Linked DNA regions of Mus musculus: regions 2, 3, 4, 5 and 6 are each linked to region 1. The links are chromatin contacts, called in public HiChIP or PLAC-seq and promoter capture Hi-C maps. All regions are on one chromosome and are shown on one strand. Each heading gives the region's core, a stretch centred on a gene start, on an enhancer-like site or on the middle of the called end of the contact. The rest is flanking DNA. Distances are from core to core; before and after follow the strand shown. Region 1 holds the start of Rad51b (RAD51 paralog B). Region 2 holds the start of Galnt16 (polypeptide N-acetylgalactosaminyltransferase 16). Region 3 overlaps Dcaf5 (DDB1 and CUL4 associated factor 5). Region 4 overlaps Dcaf5 (DDB1 and CUL4 associated factor 5). Region 5 holds the start of Gphn (gephyrin). Region 6 has its middle 60 kb from the start of Mir1843a.

Region 1 (2,797 bases), core at 120-2,619:
AGTTTTTTCCCTACTCTCCCAAATATAATATAAACTCTCCAAATATAACATTCTCTATTCATTTGTTTCTTTCACCAATATTAAGCACATGCTATGCTAAGCTTATGTCCTCCCTTTTGCATACTTACAATTGAAGAATGAAGAGACATATATTCAAGTAACTACATTTATGTGACAGGTATTGTAGTTGCTATGTGCACGTGCTACTGAGATAGACAGGGAGAAGTCTCGAATTGGTCTGAAAAAAATTAGGTTGCATGTCACAATCCTACTAAAAGTAGTTCCCTTAAAAGTTAGTTTCATTGCTTAAAATGCTTCATGGGACCATCATATGACAACTTCCAAACTTTTATGATCAATCATATTTTTTTTCAACTTGAAAAGGGCATCTCTTACTTAGCTCTTGTCTTTCGAGCAAAGTTGTCCTCATGTGTAAAACAACGGTGATTCTAATTTCTACTCCAGAGCTGGTGCATAACGCTCAAGGTAGGCACTCATTATAGACATGTGATTCTTCTAACGTGACTATCCACAACGTTAGGTTAGGTTACTCAAACACATATTTCTCCACACAAACCCTTCGCCAACCAGTCACTTCCTCTCGAGTGCTATCTCCACACTTTGCACTTATTTCTTCCTTAATCTGATCTGTGCGTTATTATAGTGTATGCTTTTCTTTCTTCCTGATGTGTGCGTAAGCGCGTACGAGACAGAGGAGACAGCATCTCAGACTGAATTTCTGTTAGGCGCTCAATAAAAATAGTGAAGCAACAAAACCCAGCTATTTTGAGGAGGCTGAGGGGTTAATTTATTTATTGGGCCATTATTATGCGCCAGACACTAGTTTTAAATGCTTCGGATGTTTTTAATAAACACACGAACTAGCCAAGGGATCGAGCCAACATTCGAATCCAGAGATCTGACTCCAGATTCCGCGCTCTTAACACCACAAGTTTGACAGTCCCTAAACTTGCCCGGATGCCTAATTTGCCCAAGAGCGGAGGAAGAAGTATCAAGAGTTAGAAAACCTGACGCAAAACTTCCTAATAAAACAGAGCACCTTACAAGCATCACTCGCCTCCCTAGAGGAAGTCGGAAGCTCCAGGACCCCGTCCGGGTTCCAGGGACGAGCCCCGTTACAGAGTACGTGCTCAACACGCAGGACTCTCCGCGACCCCGGTATCAACAGCCACAGGCTCCAAGAGGGAGCACAAGATAATGAACACACCTTCCTCCCCACAACTGCCCCCTCAGAAAACTCCAGTACCAGGTCAGCAGCGTGGAACTTTCAAAGTTTCCCCCACCCTCACACAATTACCCGCGAAAAGTGCGAGCAGCAACATCTGGGGCTCTGGTTGGTTGGTACTCTGGCGACTTATCCAATCAGAAGCAGGAAAATCTCGGGTTAGCCCAGCTGTATTTTGGGAATTGTAGTTCAGTCTCGAAGGTTAATCTAATTAAATTTTTCCTTTGTAGTGATTGCTTAAATCGAGGAGCGGAACCTTTCAAGACGAATGTAGAGGAGGGAAAACCCTGACTGGAAATTCTTTTCCTCAGTGAATCGCATTTTAAAGTTATTTCCTGGGCCAGAGAAGGTTCTTTTGGGGGGCTGAGGGGTTGGAAAAAGGGTGGGCAATATGCCCTATTCCCGTTTTGGGATGAGAGTTTTGTGTTTCCTTTGCACTGTTCAACACATTTAGATGGTGAAAATGTCCGGGAAATACTAACTAAAGCGTCTCAAACTAAAATACATTGAAAAAGAACCACTCAGTTTAGTTGAAAAAATAAAAGAAGTCAAGTAGGTTTCGTATTTAAAACAGCTGCGTTAAGAAAAACTAATAAACTTAAGAACTGACTTGATTACATGATTTGTGAAAAGCCTTTGCTCACTCTTTGTTTTCGTTTGCAACTCCTTTGTACCGACCTCAGTCTTTCGATGGATATATAATTATATATGATATACACACGATAGAATTAGATAGAATAATGATACAGGAAGATCCAGAATTCCTGTGGCTAACCTATCATCTATCACTGGTTGGCACGGAGAAAATGTTGACATCAAAAACAAAACAAAACAGTGGCGGGTACGGAGCGTGGAACACAGATATTCCTGGCCCCAGCTCCCCCGAAATGAATAACTGTGGATGTTGCGAGAAGGAGCAATCATAATTAGGGAGAGTCCTCAGTCCTGTAGCTAGCGGATCTAACTCTTCCTTAGAGTCCCCGTAGCAATCAGGTGGCATCACGTGATTCAAACAAACACGGCACTTGATTTGCATCTTGCTTCTCCTGAGCCAATAAGAGTGGCGCTCTCTTTCGTCATCGCCGCCCGTTCCACCACTCTTCGCAATGGGACTTGTCACCTGACCGGGATCAAACATGGCTGCTCTGGACGGGAAAATGCATTCGACTCCCGGAGCAGGTGAGTGTAAGGCGCAGGGAAGATTGCGAGGGTGCTGTCCACGACCCCGCTAGGGGGAGCATCCCTGTCCCCCAGCCTCCCGGCTCCACAGTTCAGTCCCAGATTGATCCCCTAATCTTTAGCCTCTGTCTTAACAGAAGGCTCTAACCAAGGGAGTTTTCATCCTTACCAAGGCATCCACCAACCTAGAGATTTGTAGCCTGACAAAATGTTCAGGAGGGAATGCGGAAGTAAATGTATGTGTCTGCACCCCAGGCTAGCAAAAATATTAAGATTGTTATATGTGAGGTCTGCGGTAGAAGATGAGGTACACCCCTTAGAGAAAGAGACGGCTCTCAAAAAGAGATAGTAACAGGTCAAATTAAACCCAAA
Region 2 (2,797 bases), core at 178-2,677, 1.2 Mb before region 1:
ACACACCTCCCTGGTTCTTTGCTCTTCTTTCTGGTCCTGGTGGACTTCTCAAGCTGTCTCTGACCAACAGTAGTGTGTCCCAAGAGGTTACCTGCCCCCGTCGGAAGAACGTTCCCATCTTAGCGTTCTCTCAAAGGGTCCCCTAGTCTCCTTCCTCAACAGGTGCTGGGCCTGGCCACACGAAGCCATCACCAGCTGACCAGACGAAAGTGTAGACAGGACGCCCCCTACAGGCTCAGCTTGCCCCCACCAGGTTCTACTGTGCAGCTTAATCCGCCCCCCAACCCCTCGCCCCAGCTCCGCGGGAGCTCTCGGAGTACTAACACCGCTTTTGTTTCTCCTACTCGCTCAGATGTCTGGAGGGTGATCTCATGAGAGGGAACTGCCCAGCCCAACGAACACACAGTCCCCTTCAACTGCAGACCCTAGGGTTGGAGGCAAAGAGCGCTTATGAGTCAAGCCTTCTCCCCGCCCCTGGGGAGCCAGAAAACACCTCCGGGGAAGGTAGGGGTGGAAGCTGAAAAAATTGGTCCAAGTTGATCTTGGATGTGAAGGCGCTAAGCCAAGGGCAGCGCTCAGCGACCCTTCCCTTACCCACGCCGCCGCCCGGCGTCTTTTACCCCAGAGGCTGGAGACCCGGTGCGCACCACCACCTACGCGCTCTTGCTGAGCTCTGCTCCCACCACCCGCTCGCTGCACTCCAGGGCCAGCCGCCTTCTGGGGATGGCGAGACGCCCGCAGCCCCCTAGTCCCCAGCCCCGGTTGCGCGGGGCCGCGAAAGCCGCCACGTTCTCAGTCGCGCGCGCACGCCGGGCCCACCAAACTTGCAGCACTTTCTCCCTGCCCCCACATGCTGTCACCCTCCCTGCATCCAAGCACCCTGGCCCCTCCGGGCCCCGCACAGGTTGCCATAACAACGAGCAGGAATTCTCCAATATATACAAAGCCCGAACGGTGCTCGGGGCACGCAGCCCCCGGTCGGGCCCCGCGAACCTCGGCTAACAGCGGGGGGCAGGACGCGCGCCGAGGATCCCCGGCCCGCCGCTCACCCGGTGCGCAGAGCGTACTCACAATGAGCGGAATGGTGCGGTCCTCGCGGAGCTGCTCTGGTCTCCCGCCGGCCCTCTGCGCGCCGCGGCCGCTGGAGGATGCTGCATGGGCTCGGTTGTCCTGCCATAAGTAGTAGAAAGTGCCCAGGATCCAGGCTACGGTCAGGATGGCGATGGCATTGGCGCGGATCTTCCTCATGGTGGGCGGACGGGCGCTCCGCGTGGGGCCCGAGGCCGGCGTGCTCTCGGAGCCCGAGCAGGGGAGCTTGCTGCCCCAGCCGTTTGTTGTCGCTTGCGCCGGGCTGCTCAGTCCTGCAGAGCAGAAAAAAGAGAGAGGTGGTGGTGGTGGTTGGGGAGGGGGGGGGGGTGTGATAGGAAGAGACAGGAGCGCAGAGCGATCCTCACGGTCCTAATGCCCTTCAGCCCCGAGCGCGCGCGGCCCCGGGCGCTCATTCATTCGCGCGCCTAGCTGGCTCTGTGCTCCAGACGCCGCGGGCAGCCGGGGCCGCTGCGCACCCGCTAAAGAGCGCGCCCGCTGGGAAGTGGCGCGGGCCTTCCTCCCGCATCCCGGGTCTCAGCGAGACAGACGCGGGGTGGAATGGCGATGAACCAGAGCTGGTCTCTGCTCTCTCAACGCTCGGCTATCTCTCGCCCGTCCCCTGCCCCCGCGTGGCCCTGGTCTGTCTCTCCACCCACACCTAACCCACCGCCGAGCGGACCTGAGTCACCAGCGAAGACGCGCGACCCCTGGCCTTGGCCCGAGTCGCCTAGCTGCAGTTCCCGGCAGCGCTGAGAACTGAGCTCTGGCGCAGGGTTCAACCTGTGTTCAGAGAGTCCTTCGGAGGGGGCAAGGCTAGCGAGTAGGCAGTCTTGACTTTGCACCGGAATCCTTCTCGGAGACCCAGGATTCCATCCGCCTCGGTGGCCCGAGGGGGTGGGGAGTTGGAAGCTGATGCACTTGACACTCTGGAGAGCGAGGTGAAGCTGCGCTGCGGTACAACCAATGCAAGCACAGGGATGCGATCGCTGGACATCTTTCATTACCCTGGGGCTCCTAGCTTTCTCTTAGTTCCTATCCACACCGGCATCGCGGCTCCCTGAACTGTCCTGAGGCGTCATCACCGTTCCGTGAGAGTGAAGGGAGGCCATAGAGGCCAGGCCACAGGGTTCGATTAGTGGACAGAACCCTGTCTAAGAGCCCTCTGACACTTTTCTGACAAAGTGCAAAATAAGGTGGTGAGAGACAGGATAGACATCATTGAGATTCTGATTCTGCGGAGGCCCTGAAGTCGATGAGAGGTGAGAAGCAGGTGTGAATAATTCAGGCTCCAGGCAGAAGACAAGGCGGGCTAGGGCCTGTCAGGCAAAGGAAGACACACACTCGGAGCTCTGAGATACCAAAGTAGATGCTGCGGAGGAAGAAATAATTTATTGCAAACTGGTCTTCAGTAACGAACTACAGAAATGATTCCTGAAAGTATAGTCTTGCAAAGTGGTCTTTAGGAAGGCTTCCCAGAGAAAGTGGATAAATCTGGAGAATAGGAGGGTAATCCCAAAAAGGAAGAGAAGAATAAGGAAAGGGCAGGGACAGCCAAGGCCCTCAGGATAATATCTCATGAGAGCATGCTGGATACTGGCAAAGACCTGGTGTGAGTTGAGACTGGCCAGACTGGGCAAGTCTAGATACTGGAGGATCTTAAATGCCAGGAGCAGAGTGGACAGGGTGGTGCTTTTTGGATGATGTCAGG
Region 3 (2,797 bases), core at 155-2,654, 1.1 Mb before region 1:
CCTATGTTCATGTGGACAGCCGGAGCCTAGAAATGTTAAGAGATTTTATTCCAGGTCTTATAATTGCTGGTTGCTTTGCTAGACATGGCGTGGGTTAGCCTGGCTGAGTGAACTGTTTGGCCATTTACTTTTCCTGAGTGACAGCAGTTTATTTTGGTCTGATCCCTTGAATAATGCATTCTGAACTGTTGCCAGGTTATACTTTATTGCTTAAAAAACAAAACAAAACTCTATAAAGACAGCTCTGTTAAATATTTTTTAAAAGAGAGAATATGTGGCTTTTTGAGACAGGTTCTCATGTATCCTAGGCTGGCCCTGAGCCTCCTGATCCTTCTGCCTCTACCTCCCCTAAGGGTAGGAATTACATACAAGCAAGCACCACTGTGCCTGACTTCTTAGATTGCCTTCATAGTCTCTCCTAACTTAACACTCCGATTTTCTATTATGTTGTATTTGAGTGTGTGTGTGTACATGTGCACGTGTGTGTCTGTGTGTGTGTGTGTATACATGTGTACATGTGCACACGCGCACACACAGATGTATAGGACAACTTTCAATAATGCAGTAACTAGTTTTCTCCTCCTACCATAGGTTCTGGGAATCAAGCTCAGGAATTCAGACTTTTCAAGACTTCCACAAACTGAGCCAATTTATGATTTTTTTTTTTTTTTTTTAGAAACTTTAAAATCCTATATTGTCGGGTGGAAGGGATCACTTGTAGGAATTATAAAATGTCTATTTTTTTCCTTTGTAGGAAATGATGAGCAAGTTATCCTCCATGATGTTGAAAGGTAAATAGATTGTTGGTGTGTGACGATGACTGACCATTTTTTACATGAACAGTGGCAAATATCTTTTTAGACATAGATTTTAGGTTCTGAGGGAACTAATATGGAACCAATATTAGTTTTCTGAAGCAAACAAACCAATTACTATAATAGTTTCAGTTTTATTTAAAGAAAGGGAAGATTTGCAAAGTTGACATACAATTAGAAATAATAAGAGACGCCTTTAATCCCAGTACTTGGTAGGCAGAAGCAGGCAGATTTCTGAGTTCGAGGCCAGCCTGGTCTACAGAGTGAGTTCCAGGACAGCCAGGGCTACACAGAGAAATCCTGTCTCAGAAAAACCCAAAAAAAAAAGAGGGAGAAAACAGTTTTTCCTCTTTATATTTATATGTTATACATAATTACATAATAAAAATTAATAGTTAATAATAACAAATATTTATTGAGTTTTTACTGTCATGTGCCAGACATTGTTCTAAGGGATTTTTGTGTTCCCCACTTAACCATTATGACCATTTAGTGAGGGATATTGTTGATAACCATGACAAGAGGGAACAAAGGCCCAGAGCTCTTAGGTAACTTAAGGTCAGGTAATGCTAGGACTTTGCACCGGGTCTTGTTAGCTCAGAGCTGTGCTGTTAATCCACATGCTAGTCTCCTGGGAGGCCCTCTACCTCTGCTGCTTTAAAACCTCCCCTTTGTTTTTGGAAATCTAGTACCACCCTCAAATCTCCATACAACTGATAAATGAAAACAAAAAACTCAGCTACTGGGTCATTTTTAAATACGTTTAGTGTGAAAATTAGGAAATTTATACAAGTAATACTTTTAAATATACATATATATTTATGCAGACATTTTAGATACTTAATGTTTTTCACTTGAACATTGCCCATTATATTAATTTAGCATCTTGTTGGTTTACCTGGGTTAAATTTCTCTTGTTAATAAAAGAAACTGAACTCTAGTTAGGTACAATAGGGCTGGGCCTCTGAACAATGTTTGTGTATATAAATATGTCTATGTGCTTTTCTGTTTCTCAGCAGTGAGACCCTGGATGTGTTTGCTCATGAAGATGCAGTATATGGCTTGTCAGTGAGCCCCGTGAATGACAACATTTTTGCCAGCTCTTCAGATGATGGCCGGGTTCTCATTTGGGATATCCGGGAGTCTCCCCATGGAGGTCGGTCATTTTGGACAGTTTTGGATTGTGCTGAACAGTCTGAGTACAGTCAGTGTATGAGTAGCATCCAGAGGATAGAAATGTAGGATTCTCACATGCAGCACACACACATAACACTGGAGACCCATCCTGCCCTGAGTGGTCGCAGAGGAATACGTTTACCAGTCAGCCTACCTGTCACTGTACAAAAACAAAATCTGAGTCTAGCTGTGCAACTCAGACTGGCTTTGAACTCACAGTCTTTCTCCTTCAATTACAGAAAAGGGGCACCAGGCAGGGTTTTTTGTTTGTTTGTTTGTTTTGTTTTGTTTTTTGTTTTTGTTTTTTGATACTGGAAGACACAGTTCTGCCCTAACCCTTCAGGGAGCATCATGAACTAGAGGGAAGCTGTACTGTGTTGCTTTGTCTTCATTTTTCACTGTTTCACTTTGTCTTCATTAAATCTATATGTGTATAAAACTTGCAATTTTATAAGCATTAAAGTTATAGTAACTTGGGAGGCTAGAGAGCTGGCTCAGTGGTTAAGAACACTGACTGCTCTTCCAGAGGCCCTGAGTTCAATTCCCAGCAACCACATGGTGGCTCACAACCATCTGTAATGGGATCTGATGCCCTCTTCTGGTGTGTCTGAAGACAGCTACAGTGTACTCACATACATAAAATACATAAATAAATCTTAAAAGAATGTGATAACTGTATTAGGAGTTGGTTGTGAAAGTTTTTAGGGAATTCATTTTACTTCTGTAGACAGCTCATTTTCCCCTTTGAGCTAGGATCTGAGTGTTTAAGTTTGGCTTGGCTTAAATGGATTTGGTTGGTGTTAGGG
Region 4 (2,797 bases), core at 84-2,583, 1.1 Mb before region 1:
GAGTTTGAGGCCAGCCTGGTCTACAGAGTGAGTTCCTGGACAGCCAAACAGCCAAGGCTACACAGAGAAACCTTGTCTCAGGGGGCTTGGGGAGGCGGTGGGAAGAAAGCCTTTTCTCTTGGCAAAATAGATCATTCCTTATTCTCACTATAAATGGCCAGCTGCATAAACTCCTGCTGAGATGTATCCATCCATTCTTCTGGAAGGAATCACATTTTGTTCTCTACGATGTACTCCTAACTACATCAGGTTCTTGTGCACTCTCCTTGGTTGAAAGATTAATCTTCTTACCCAGAAATGCAGGAAGAAGAAAAGTTACTGGAGCCACACTCCTGCACTCTAACCAAATTATAAATGCCAGGTCAAGGATCTTGGGTGGGGATAGAATAGACCCGTGGGCCAGTGATGGGCAGGCTCCTCTTCAGGCCTGACTGGAATGGACAGAGAGGATAACTATTAACTGATGAGAAGGGAGTTTAGCAGAGGCCCCTGCTTCCTGTCAGGGACTTGAGCTGATGTCAACCCTGCTGCTGTGCTGTGCTGTGCTGTGCTGTGCTGTGCTGTGCTGTGCTGTGCTGTACTGTGCTGCGCTGTGCTCTTGTGCTGTGCTGTGCTGTGCTCTTGTGCTGTGCTGCGCTGTGCTCTTGTGCTGTGCTGCGCTGTGCTCTTGTGCTGTGCTGCGCTGTGCTCTTGTGCTGTGCTGGGCTGGGCTGGGCTGGGCTGGGCTGCGCTGCGCTGCGCTGCGCTGTGCTGCTCTGTGCTCTTGTGCTGTGCTGTGCTGTGCTGCGCTGTGCTCTTGTGCTGTGCTGTGCTGCGCTGCGCTGTGCTGCGCTGCGCTGCGTTGTGCTGTGCTGTGCTCTTGTGCTGTGCTGTGCTGTGTGTGCTGTGCTCTTGTGCTGTGCTGGGCTGTGCTGTGCTGTGCTGCGCTGCGCTGGCTGTGCTCTTGTGCTGTGCTGTGCTGTGTGTGCTGTGCTGGGCTGTGCTGTGCTGCGCTGCGCTGTGCTGGCTGTGCTCTTGTTCTGTGCTGTGCTGTGCTGTGCTGTGCTGTGCTGTGCTTGGCTGTGCTCTTGTGCTGGGCTGTGCTGTTCTGGGCTGTTCTGGGCTGGGCTGTGCTGTTCTGGGCTGTGCTGGGCTGTGCTGGGCTCTGCTGGGCTCTGCTGGGCTCTGCTGGGCTGGCTGTGCTGGCCAAGTTTGTTTCTGTTGAGTCTTGTTCCACCCCTCACCCACCCTCAGTTCCACAGATTCTGGCTGAGTTGCAAGCTCCATGCTGACTGTAGATTGAAAGCCTTTCATTGTTTTTGAACTCAGTGTTTAGATAGCACCGCATGCCTGTGGTGGCCAGGGCTCCCTATAAAGGAAATGCCTGGGCTCCAGCTGCCCAGTCCTTTCATTCTCTGTGTATGAGTGAGTGAGTGTGGCTTGTATTCAAGACATTATAAGATCATTTATTTCTTTGCTGGGTTTATCATTTGGGGACTTGGGATTCTAGACTCCTCCTTGGTACTTGGAGTTCTGGGGATGGTTTTTGTCTTTGCTGTCTTCCATCCATTCCACCCAGGAGGATGGCACGATGTTTTATCCAAACCTTGTTTCTGCACACAGCCGCAGTACCACAGCATTCCTCCCTTGGTGAGAAGATTGCTTTGGGAGGGTAAAGTAGGCATGGCTGCGGCTGGTGTTGGCAGGTTGTGTTTATGACCATGCCAGGTTGGCAGCTGCTCCTGCATGAACGTTTTCAGGGCCATTCTTCCTGTAGGTCATCTTCAGGCAAGTCAGGACCTCATCAGCAAAAGAAGTCATTTAGAAGCATACTGTATGTCTTAGTTAGGCTTTTACTGCCATGAACAGACACCATGACCAAGGCCACTCTTATAAGGACAGTATTTAATTGGGGCTGGCTTACAGGTTCAGAGGTTCAGTCCACTATCATCAATGCGGGTGCATGGCAGCATCCAGGCAGGCATGGTGCAGGAGGAGCTGAGAGTTCTACATCTTCATCTGAAGACTGCTAGTGGGAGACTGGCTTCCAGGCAGCTAGGATGAGGATCTTAAACCCACAGTGACACATGACTCCCAACAAAGCCACACCTACTCCAACAGGGCTACACATTCTAATACTGCCATTCCCTGGGTAGAGCATATGCAAACATCACACTTCATGACTTTAAAAATGTTATAAACATTATGAAACTACAGAAAAAATAATGCAATAAGAACATATAACCGCTTAGTAAAGCTATACAAATGATACTCACATAGCCTGACTTCAGTGAATCAGAGATATAAAAGAGAACATGGTTGTGGCATGGGTAACCACCCCTCTGTGAGATAAGGCCCAGGTAATCAAGAATTCTGTTGAGGGACTGGGGAGACGGCTCAGTTATGAGCACTTGGAAGGGCTGGAGAGATGGCTCAGAGGTTAAGAGCTGTTGCAAACTTGGGCTTGAGATTCCCAGCATCTCTCTGGTGGCTGTCATTAACCCCAGTTCCAAGAGATCCAGTGCCCTCTTCTGGCCACCAGACTTATGCATGGTGCACAGACATATACATAGACATTCACATATACACATAAAACACACACTACACTATAGCATAATAAGTGAACCAGAATATACTGTATGTCTTAGTTAGGCTTTTACTGCCATGAACAGACACCATGACCAAAGCCACTCTTATAAGGACAGTATTTAATTGGGGCTGGCTTACAGGTTCAGAGGTTCAGTCCACTATCATCAATGCAGGTGCATGGCAGCATCCAGGCAGGCATGGTGCAGGAGGAGCTGAGAGTTCTACATCT
Region 5 (2,797 bases), core at 184-2,683, 1.1 Mb after region 1:
AGTTTCATTCAATTTAGTTCCTTCCCGGGCATCATCTCAACCTGTCAGAATTCTACAAGAAAAAAAATTTAAATGAAATAGGGAAGACACTAGGATTCCCTTCTACATAGCTTCTTTTTCTGAAACCACATCACTAAGTCTTGGATTTCCTTTACTCCACAGTAAGCCTCAGACTCCAAATATAAATTCTTTAACCCCCGCTTCTCCGTTCAATTACACTTGAACCATGCCAACTACAGAACCTCAGCCGAAACCCCTACAAATAGGTTTGCAATTCATCTTGGAAGTCGTGCCCTGCAGCAACTGTCTATCTCCAAACTCAGGGATATCACCCAAATACAACGCAACGGAATCAGACATGCAGAGCACACACGACTTCCGCGAGGGAGGGAAACGCGACCCGGGAAAAGTGCGCTCCTCACCAGCCTCAGGACCATCCACCGGGGAGTGAGAATGGGAGGGGGGGGGTGTCCCAAAAGGGAGGGGGAGAAAAGAACCCGACAGAGGGAAATCCTTCCTTCTCAAGGGAAAAAAAAAAAAAAAAAAGGCTGGCTCTCCCGGCCACGGGAAGCAGCCGGTCCTCGCGGAGGAGAAGAGGCAGACAGAGAGGGAGGGCCCTGTGCTAGGAAAGGCAGAAGGAAGGCACTTTCCGGGGTCCGGACTAGAGCCTAGCACCCGGCTCCCGGGGGAGGTGAGGAGTGTCCCGTCGTCTGCAGAGGGGACAGCCGGCCGGCGAAGGGGCAGCAGAGGCGGAGCAGAGTTCGCCTGCCGAACCCCGAGTCCTGTCAGGCAGGTGCCATGGGGCCGCCGGGTGGGGGGGGAGGGGAGAAAAGGGGGTGGAGATGGGATTCCCCCCTCTCGGAAGAGCTTTAGTGGAGGAGGCGCCCGGCCAACCCCGAGCAGCGTGCTTCAGACTGCGGAGCAGGAATCCCGCCGCCCGCACCGGCAGCGCGGAGCCCCGCAGCGCCCGCCGCACCGGCCCCTCGGTCCCCGGGGGCCAGAGACTTTGGCTGCTAGGGCTCCGGGGCCTGACACCCCACCGTGCCTGCCCCAGCTCCCCCGGGGAGCACACGGGAACACCCGAATCCTCAGCAGCTCTCAGCGGTTGTAAAATACACCCCCCGGTCCCCCTCCTCAGCCTGCCCTCTTCCCGAGGCCGCAGGGAAGCACCACCGCGGGCGAGAAACCTCCAGCAAGTCGCGGATAGTAGCCGTTGCGGCTCCCCCGGACCTCCTCCCCCCGTTACCTGTGAGGACTCCGACACGGATTTGATGGTCGTGGTTGGTGAGGATCATTCCCTCGGTCGCCATGTTTCCCAGCGCAGTCACCGCACTGACAGGAGCCAGGAGAAGCCGGAGCCCGGAGCGCGCCGGCCGGGAGCGCGCTTGCCTTGGAGAGCGCGAGAGCGAGGGCGCCCGGGGAGCGCGAGGCGAGCGGGAAGGAGGGGGCCGAGCGCCCGGTGGCCTGCGTGGGGTGGGGGGGAGAGGCCGCGCCAGGAGCGCGCGGGTCCGCGGAGGGGGCGGAGTCGGGCCGCGCGACCCCGAGTCCGGCCGGGAGGAAGCGATCCCGGGGTGGGAGTAGCGGCGGCCTCGCGGAAGACAGAGCGCGGAGGCGGCGGGGCAAGGCCGGCGAGACCCAGAGGCTCTGCGGAGTGAGACCCAAGACGCCTGGATGGCAAGAGACTGAGAGGGGGAAAAGGGAGCACACGCTCTGGAGGTTGCGGGGGCGGACTCGGGGACAGGGGCGGAGCTACACCCCGAGGCGTGCAACTCGTGGAGAGTGAGGGGAGGAGTGCGAGCTTGGCTGCGGAGTGCCGGGAGCGGGAAGGAGCCGGCCCAGCCTAGAGTGGGACCCAAGGAACGTTCCTGGGCGCGCGAGTAGCGCGGGATTGGCTGGGCGGACGCGGTGCGGGTGCGCGCGAGGCACGAACGCAGCCTCGGCGGGCCCCAGACAGAAGCAATCCCCCGCCGAGCCGGCAGCCTCGTCAGTTTTCCGCCGCCTCAGGCCGGCCGGCTCTGCCCGCGATGGAGCCACTCCGGACCAGGTGCGGCAGCGAGGTGGGCTCACCTCCTCTGAAGGCACCGGAGAACCTAGAGGTGGCTTAAGGAAGCGGCATGGGTGGCAGAACGGTGGCCGCTGTGACGAGAGTCCCCTCTCGGGCAGAGATAGGTTACCCTGTGCCGCCCCAGCTGTGACCTGCAGTCAATGCTCCCTCTGACTTCGCTTTGGCCCCGCTCGGTGACAGCCTACCACAGACGTCGTAGACGGAGCTTATGTGTCTGCAGCAGGGCACGTGGAGTGGAGATTCCTCTCTCTCTCTCTCTCTCTCTCTCTCTCTCTCTCTCTCTCTCTCTCTCTGTCGTCCCCTAGATGCTGTGACATTTAAGTTTCAGTGTTTCTGGAATATGGAATTACTCTGAAAATGTGGTCATTTAGTTCTGTGTCTTTCATAAAGTGTTATTAGCCACCTCTATTTTGTGTAGGTTTGCTAAATATCCTTTTCTGGCTTAAGTGTGTGTATGTTTTCTCATTTGTTCACCATAGTAAAACCTAAAAGCAAAACAACAACAAAAAAAGTATCAAAACTGTTTAATAATCTGCTCTTAGTCTAAAATCTCAATTATATGGTTATGTGCGGTTTGTATTGTTCCAGTAAGAACATAGCATTACTCATTCTATTCACTAAAGATTCACATTGTGCCTTTATATAAGAGGACAAAGGAAATGATGGGTGGAGTTGAGAAAGGATAAAATAATTCGTTTTTGAAGATATGTATACTAGTATTTCTGGCAGTGG
Region 6 (2,797 bases), core at 158-2,657, 1.0 Mb before region 1:
CATATCTGAGGATGACATGATAACACAAGTATTCCTGTCGTTGGCACCTCTCTTTGTTGTTGTGCTTGCTGGCTTGACATCCATGTGCACGCCCCACAAGAAGGCTTTTTGGATGTCAGTCCATCAGAAATATGGATAGTCAAGGTCCTCCAGAGAAAGAATACTGTTTGACAGCAAGTCTCAGCCTACAAGCACTGGAAGAGAGTAGATCTCCCCATTACCATAGACATTGCAAAGCTTGCTTTGGAGCCTTTGGGGAGACCTCTTAGACCTTTGACCCTTTGTAGTGCCACCCCTAAGAGCTGGAAGCTTAAAAGCCAGACATGGCTGATAGAGATCTCATAGATCCTTGCTCACAACAAGCTTATAAAGGTTGAGATAAGGGGTGGCAAATGTTATTAAACTAAAATTTTAATATAATAATACTAGAAAAAGACCTAGACCTTAAGAAGTGAGACACCAAAGCTCTCTGGGCTTCTGAGGTCAAGTTCTTAGACCTGGTGCTGGGCCATCCCTAAGAACCTGGGAAGGAGGGAGCCATGGAAAACCGCTGCATGTGCCAAAGAAGAGTTAACCAGTTTTCTATGCAGGGTTGATTGAGAGGGGTGTGTGTGTGTGTGTGTGTGTGTGTGTGTGTGAGAGAGAGAGAGAGAGAGAGAAGGAGAGAGAGAGAGAGAAAGGGAGGGAGGGAGGAGAGAGAAGGGGAGGGGAGAGGAGAGAAGAGAAAGAAGAGAAGAGAGAATATCTTAGTATCTCATCCAAAAAGGCTAAACCATAAAAACCAGCAAGGAAGTCTGATAGATCAATAGATCAAGGAAGGAAAGCTCACATCTGCTGCCTGCAGTGGTAAAGGAGCTGAATTAGTGATGTGGGAGCATGGCCGCGGTTCTTAGGGCAGAGAAATGTGAGAGGTGAGCGGTTTGCATTACTGGTGGAAAAGAGGCAATGGAATTACACTTAAAGGTGAAATGGTTTCCAGTAAAGCACATCTGCCTGAAGAGAGGTCAGAACACAGTGTCATACAGCAGACAAAGCACCAAGCAGGCGGGACCTTAAGAGCTGACCCTACAAGAGAGGGGGAGAGCCCTCACCAGCCTCTTCTGTCCCATTTCAAAGGTGGAGTTTCAGTTGCTGATCACTAAGGCTGGTGCTCCCAACTGATCTCACTGCTTCCTGAATGTGGTCTCTGGGGCCTGGCTTCCTGCATGATTTCCTTATGGCCTCACTCTTATCAAGTGTGACTGGGGCTGGATCACAATGTACAGCAATAGTAAGGGATTGCAAATGGTCACACGGAGGCAGCTTGTGTCAGGTGGAGGCTTTGACAAAAGAAAAGAGTGACTTGAGTTTGGGACACCCTCCCCCTACACCCAAGAGCTTGCACCTCTGACCACATTCTCAGCTCTGGTTGGCTGTAAGAGAAAAGTCATCAACATGCTGAGGGGGAGGGGCAGGACATGGGGAAATACAAGGAACTAGAGAATAGGAACCTGATTGCTTCCGTTTACAAGCCCATGCCTGGGCTTGAGACTAAAAGACCCTTCAAGTTCAAGAAAGGACCTGATGGCTGCATGCAGTGACACATGCCTTTAATCCCAGCCACTTGGAGGCAAGAGGCAGGCAGAATTCTGATCTGGCCTACACATCAACTCTCTGGATAGCCAGGGCTACATAGAATGACCCTGTCCCTTCCTTCCTTCCTTCCTTCCTTCCTTCCTTCCTTCCTTCCTTCCTTCCTTCCTTCCTTCCTTCCTTCCTTCCTCCCTCCCTCCCTCCCTCCCTCTCTCTCTCTCTCCCTCCCTCTCTCTCTCTCTCTCTCTCTTTCTTTCTTAAGGAGCAAGGCCTGGTGAGGAAAGGAGTCTTCCTAGGTGCAAGCCCAAGCTTTACTCTGCTCTGGAACACTGAGTCTTCTCAAATGAGCCGGAATGAGCAGTGTGCAGCTCATGTCCTTTACGGTTTGGGGGGTGGGGGGTTGTGGCGCTGGGGATTAAACCCACTGAGAGAGATGGATCAGCACAAAAGGTGGACGCTGGCCTCAGCTCTGTCTTATTCCACACATCTGTCAGGAAAGAGTTGGCTGGCACAAAGGTCAGTCAGTGCCTGGATCACGGTTCCCCCAGCTTGAAGATCCCACGGAGAGACCTATGGAGATAGTCCAGTCAGCAGCTATGTCTACTGATCCCCCACCACCCGCCGCCCCTGCCCCCTGGTTTCAAGTCCAGTAGGCAAACACTTCCTAAGACTGGGAGATAAGTTACTCCTGAGGGGACTGTATGGACCTGCTAAACACTGCACTTTTAACCTCTCCTCCTCCGGGTGAGAAAAGTAAGTTCTTGGATTCCACTTGGAATGAAGGAAGGGTAGGCTGGGCTGATGCTGGTACGACATGGCAAGTGTGACTCTAGGATCTCCTATGCAAGAGTCAGACTTACCCTAAAGACTGAAATGGCTGGGAGGTCAGGTTTACAAAGCCAAGGGAGGTACACATCTGTACTCTCAGCACCTTCAGAAAGAAAGGAGGGAAGGAAGGAAGGAGGCAGAGGTAGGCAGATCTCTGAGTTTGAGGCCAGCCTGGTCTACAGAGTAAGTTCCAGGACAGCAAGGATTACACAGAAAAACCCTGTCTTAGGAGAGAGGAAAAAAAAAAAAAAAAGACAACCAAGCTATATTTTTGTTTTGGATTACTAGCTCATCTGTTCTAGTTGAAATTGGCCCTTACAACCATTAATGCAGTCGTAGATCATGTAGTCTCCTGCAGGGTTGGGACAGGCCTTGGCAGACAGGAAGGAATCAGGTC

Evidence for each region. Promoter capture Hi-C pulls out the DNA fragments that hold promoters and counts their contacts. HiChIP or PLAC-seq counts read pairs in DNA pulled down with a chosen protein or histone mark.
Region 2: an H3K4me3 HiChIP or PLAC-seq map of pro-B cells shows a contact between it and region 1, with 5 times the contacts expected there. The contact joins the promoter of Galnt16 here to the promoter of Rad51b in region 1. A contact is called at or near these places in 10 of 39 promoter capture datasets (the 3T3-L1 cell line, the C10 cell line, cranial neural crest and 6 more), 5 of 115 datasets of contacts at active chromatin or transcription factors (astrocytes, embryonic forebrain, large pre-B cells and 2 more) and 1 of 9 other capture datasets (liver).
Region 3: a contact with region 1 is called in a promoter capture Hi-C map of liver, with 4 times the contacts expected there. The contact joins the enhancer-like site here to the promoter of Rad51b in region 1. A contact is called at or near these places in 17 of 39 promoter capture datasets (the 3T3-L1 cell line, 3T3-L1-derived adipocytes, the C10 cell line and 13 more), 1 of 15 datasets of contacts at CTCF or cohesin (large pre-B cells), 11 of 115 datasets of contacts at active chromatin or transcription factors (the 230-238 cell line, embryonic forebrain, embryonic stem cells and 7 more) and 3 of 9 other capture datasets (adipose tissue, liver and macrophages).
Region 4: a contact with region 1 is called in an H3K27ac HiChIP or PLAC-seq map of the NIH/3T3 cell line, with 5 times the contacts expected there. The contact joins the enhancer-like site here to the promoter of Rad51b in region 1. A contact is called at or near these places in 13 of 39 promoter capture datasets (the 3T3-L1 cell line, the C10 cell line, the SN4741 cell line and 9 more), 1 of 15 datasets of contacts at CTCF or cohesin (pro-B cells), 17 of 115 datasets of contacts at active chromatin or transcription factors (the NIH/3T3 cell line, the SCID.adh cell line, T-cell acute lymphoblastic leukemia and 11 more) and 5 of 9 other capture datasets (adipose tissue, embryonic stem cells, liver and 2 more).
Region 5: a contact with region 1 is called in a promoter capture Hi-C map of pre-B cells, with 2.2 times the contacts expected there. The contact joins the promoter of Gphn here to the promoter of Rad51b in region 1. A contact is called at or near these places in 3 of 39 promoter capture datasets (hippocampal neurons, liver and pre-B cells) and 2 of 115 datasets of contacts at active chromatin or transcription factors (astrocytes and pro-B cells).
Region 6: a contact with region 1 is called in an H3K4me3 HiChIP or PLAC-seq map of bone marrow-derived macrophages, with 3 times the contacts expected there. The contact joins the enhancer-like site here to the promoter of Rad51b in region 1. A contact is called at or near these places in 10 of 39 promoter capture datasets (the 3T3-L1 cell line, the C10 cell line, the HPC-7 cell line and 6 more), 9 of 115 datasets of contacts at active chromatin or transcription factors (T-cell acute lymphoblastic leukemia, astrocytes, bone marrow-derived macrophages and 6 more) and 3 of 9 other capture datasets (adipose tissue, liver and macrophages).

What each region holds. Positions count from the first base shown.
Region 1 is chr12:79,295,854-79,298,650 of GRCm38.p6, reverse strand. Rad51b (RAD51 paralog B) reads right to left here and starts at 1,369. Exons shown (of 11, transcript NM_009014.3): 1 at 1,319-1,369. Zfyve26 (zinc finger, FYVE domain containing 26) reads left to right here and starts at 2,369. Exons shown (of 42, transcript NM_001008550.1): 1 at 2,369-2,425.
Region 2 is chr12:80,517,620-80,520,416 of GRCm38.p6, reverse strand. It overlaps Galnt16 (polypeptide N-acetylgalactosaminyltransferase 16), which reads right to left and starts at 1,427. Exons shown (of 15, transcript NM_001081421.2): 1 at 1,072-1,427. The coding sequence starts at 1,248. Gm26777 (a long non-coding RNA gene) reads left to right here and starts at 2,204. Exons shown (of 5, transcript XR_381753.4): 1 at 2,204-2,797. It overlaps 2310002D06Rik (RIKEN cDNA 2310002D06 gene), which reads right to left. Exons shown (of 3, transcript NR_045490.1): 3 at 2,463-2,797.
Region 3 is chr12:80,397,943-80,400,739 of GRCm38.p6, reverse strand. Dcaf5 (DDB1 and CUL4 associated factor 5) reads left to right here. Exons shown (of 9, transcript NM_177267.5): 3 at 755-791; 4 at 1,832-1,971. Among named protein-coding and RNA genes, the nearest start is that of Mir1843a, 7.7 kb to the right of the region's middle. Within about 2 kb of position 1,404, at least 4 of the 459 cell types and tissues checked have an H3K27ac peak or open chromatin away from gene starts, as enhancers often do. A contact at or near this core is called in liver, where this site is marked.
Region 4 is chr12:80,378,462-80,381,258 of GRCm38.p6, reverse strand. The region is part of intron 5 of Dcaf5 (DDB1 and CUL4 associated factor 5); the gene reads left to right. Among named protein-coding and RNA genes, the nearest start is that of Mir1843a, 12 kb to the left of the region's middle. Within about 2 kb of position 1,333, at least 137 of the 459 cell types and tissues checked have an H3K27ac peak or open chromatin away from gene starts, as enhancers often do. A contact at or near this core is called in the NIH/3T3 cell line, the SN4741 cell line, astrocytes and 3 more, where this site is marked.
Region 5 is chr12:78,225,291-78,228,087 of GRCm38.p6, reverse strand. It overlaps Gphn (gephyrin), which reads right to left and starts at 1,433. Exons shown (of 23, transcript NM_145965.2): 1 at 1,247-1,433. The coding sequence starts at 1,310.
Region 6 is chr12:80,330,366-80,333,162 of GRCm38.p6, reverse strand. No RefSeq gene overlaps it. Among named protein-coding and RNA genes, the nearest start is that of Mir1843a, 60 kb to the left of the region's middle. Within about 2 kb of position 1,407, at least 71 of the 459 cell types and tissues checked have an H3K27ac peak or open chromatin away from gene starts, as enhancers often do. A contact at or near this core is called in the HPC-7 cell line, T-cell acute lymphoblastic leukemia and bone marrow-derived macrophages, where this site is marked.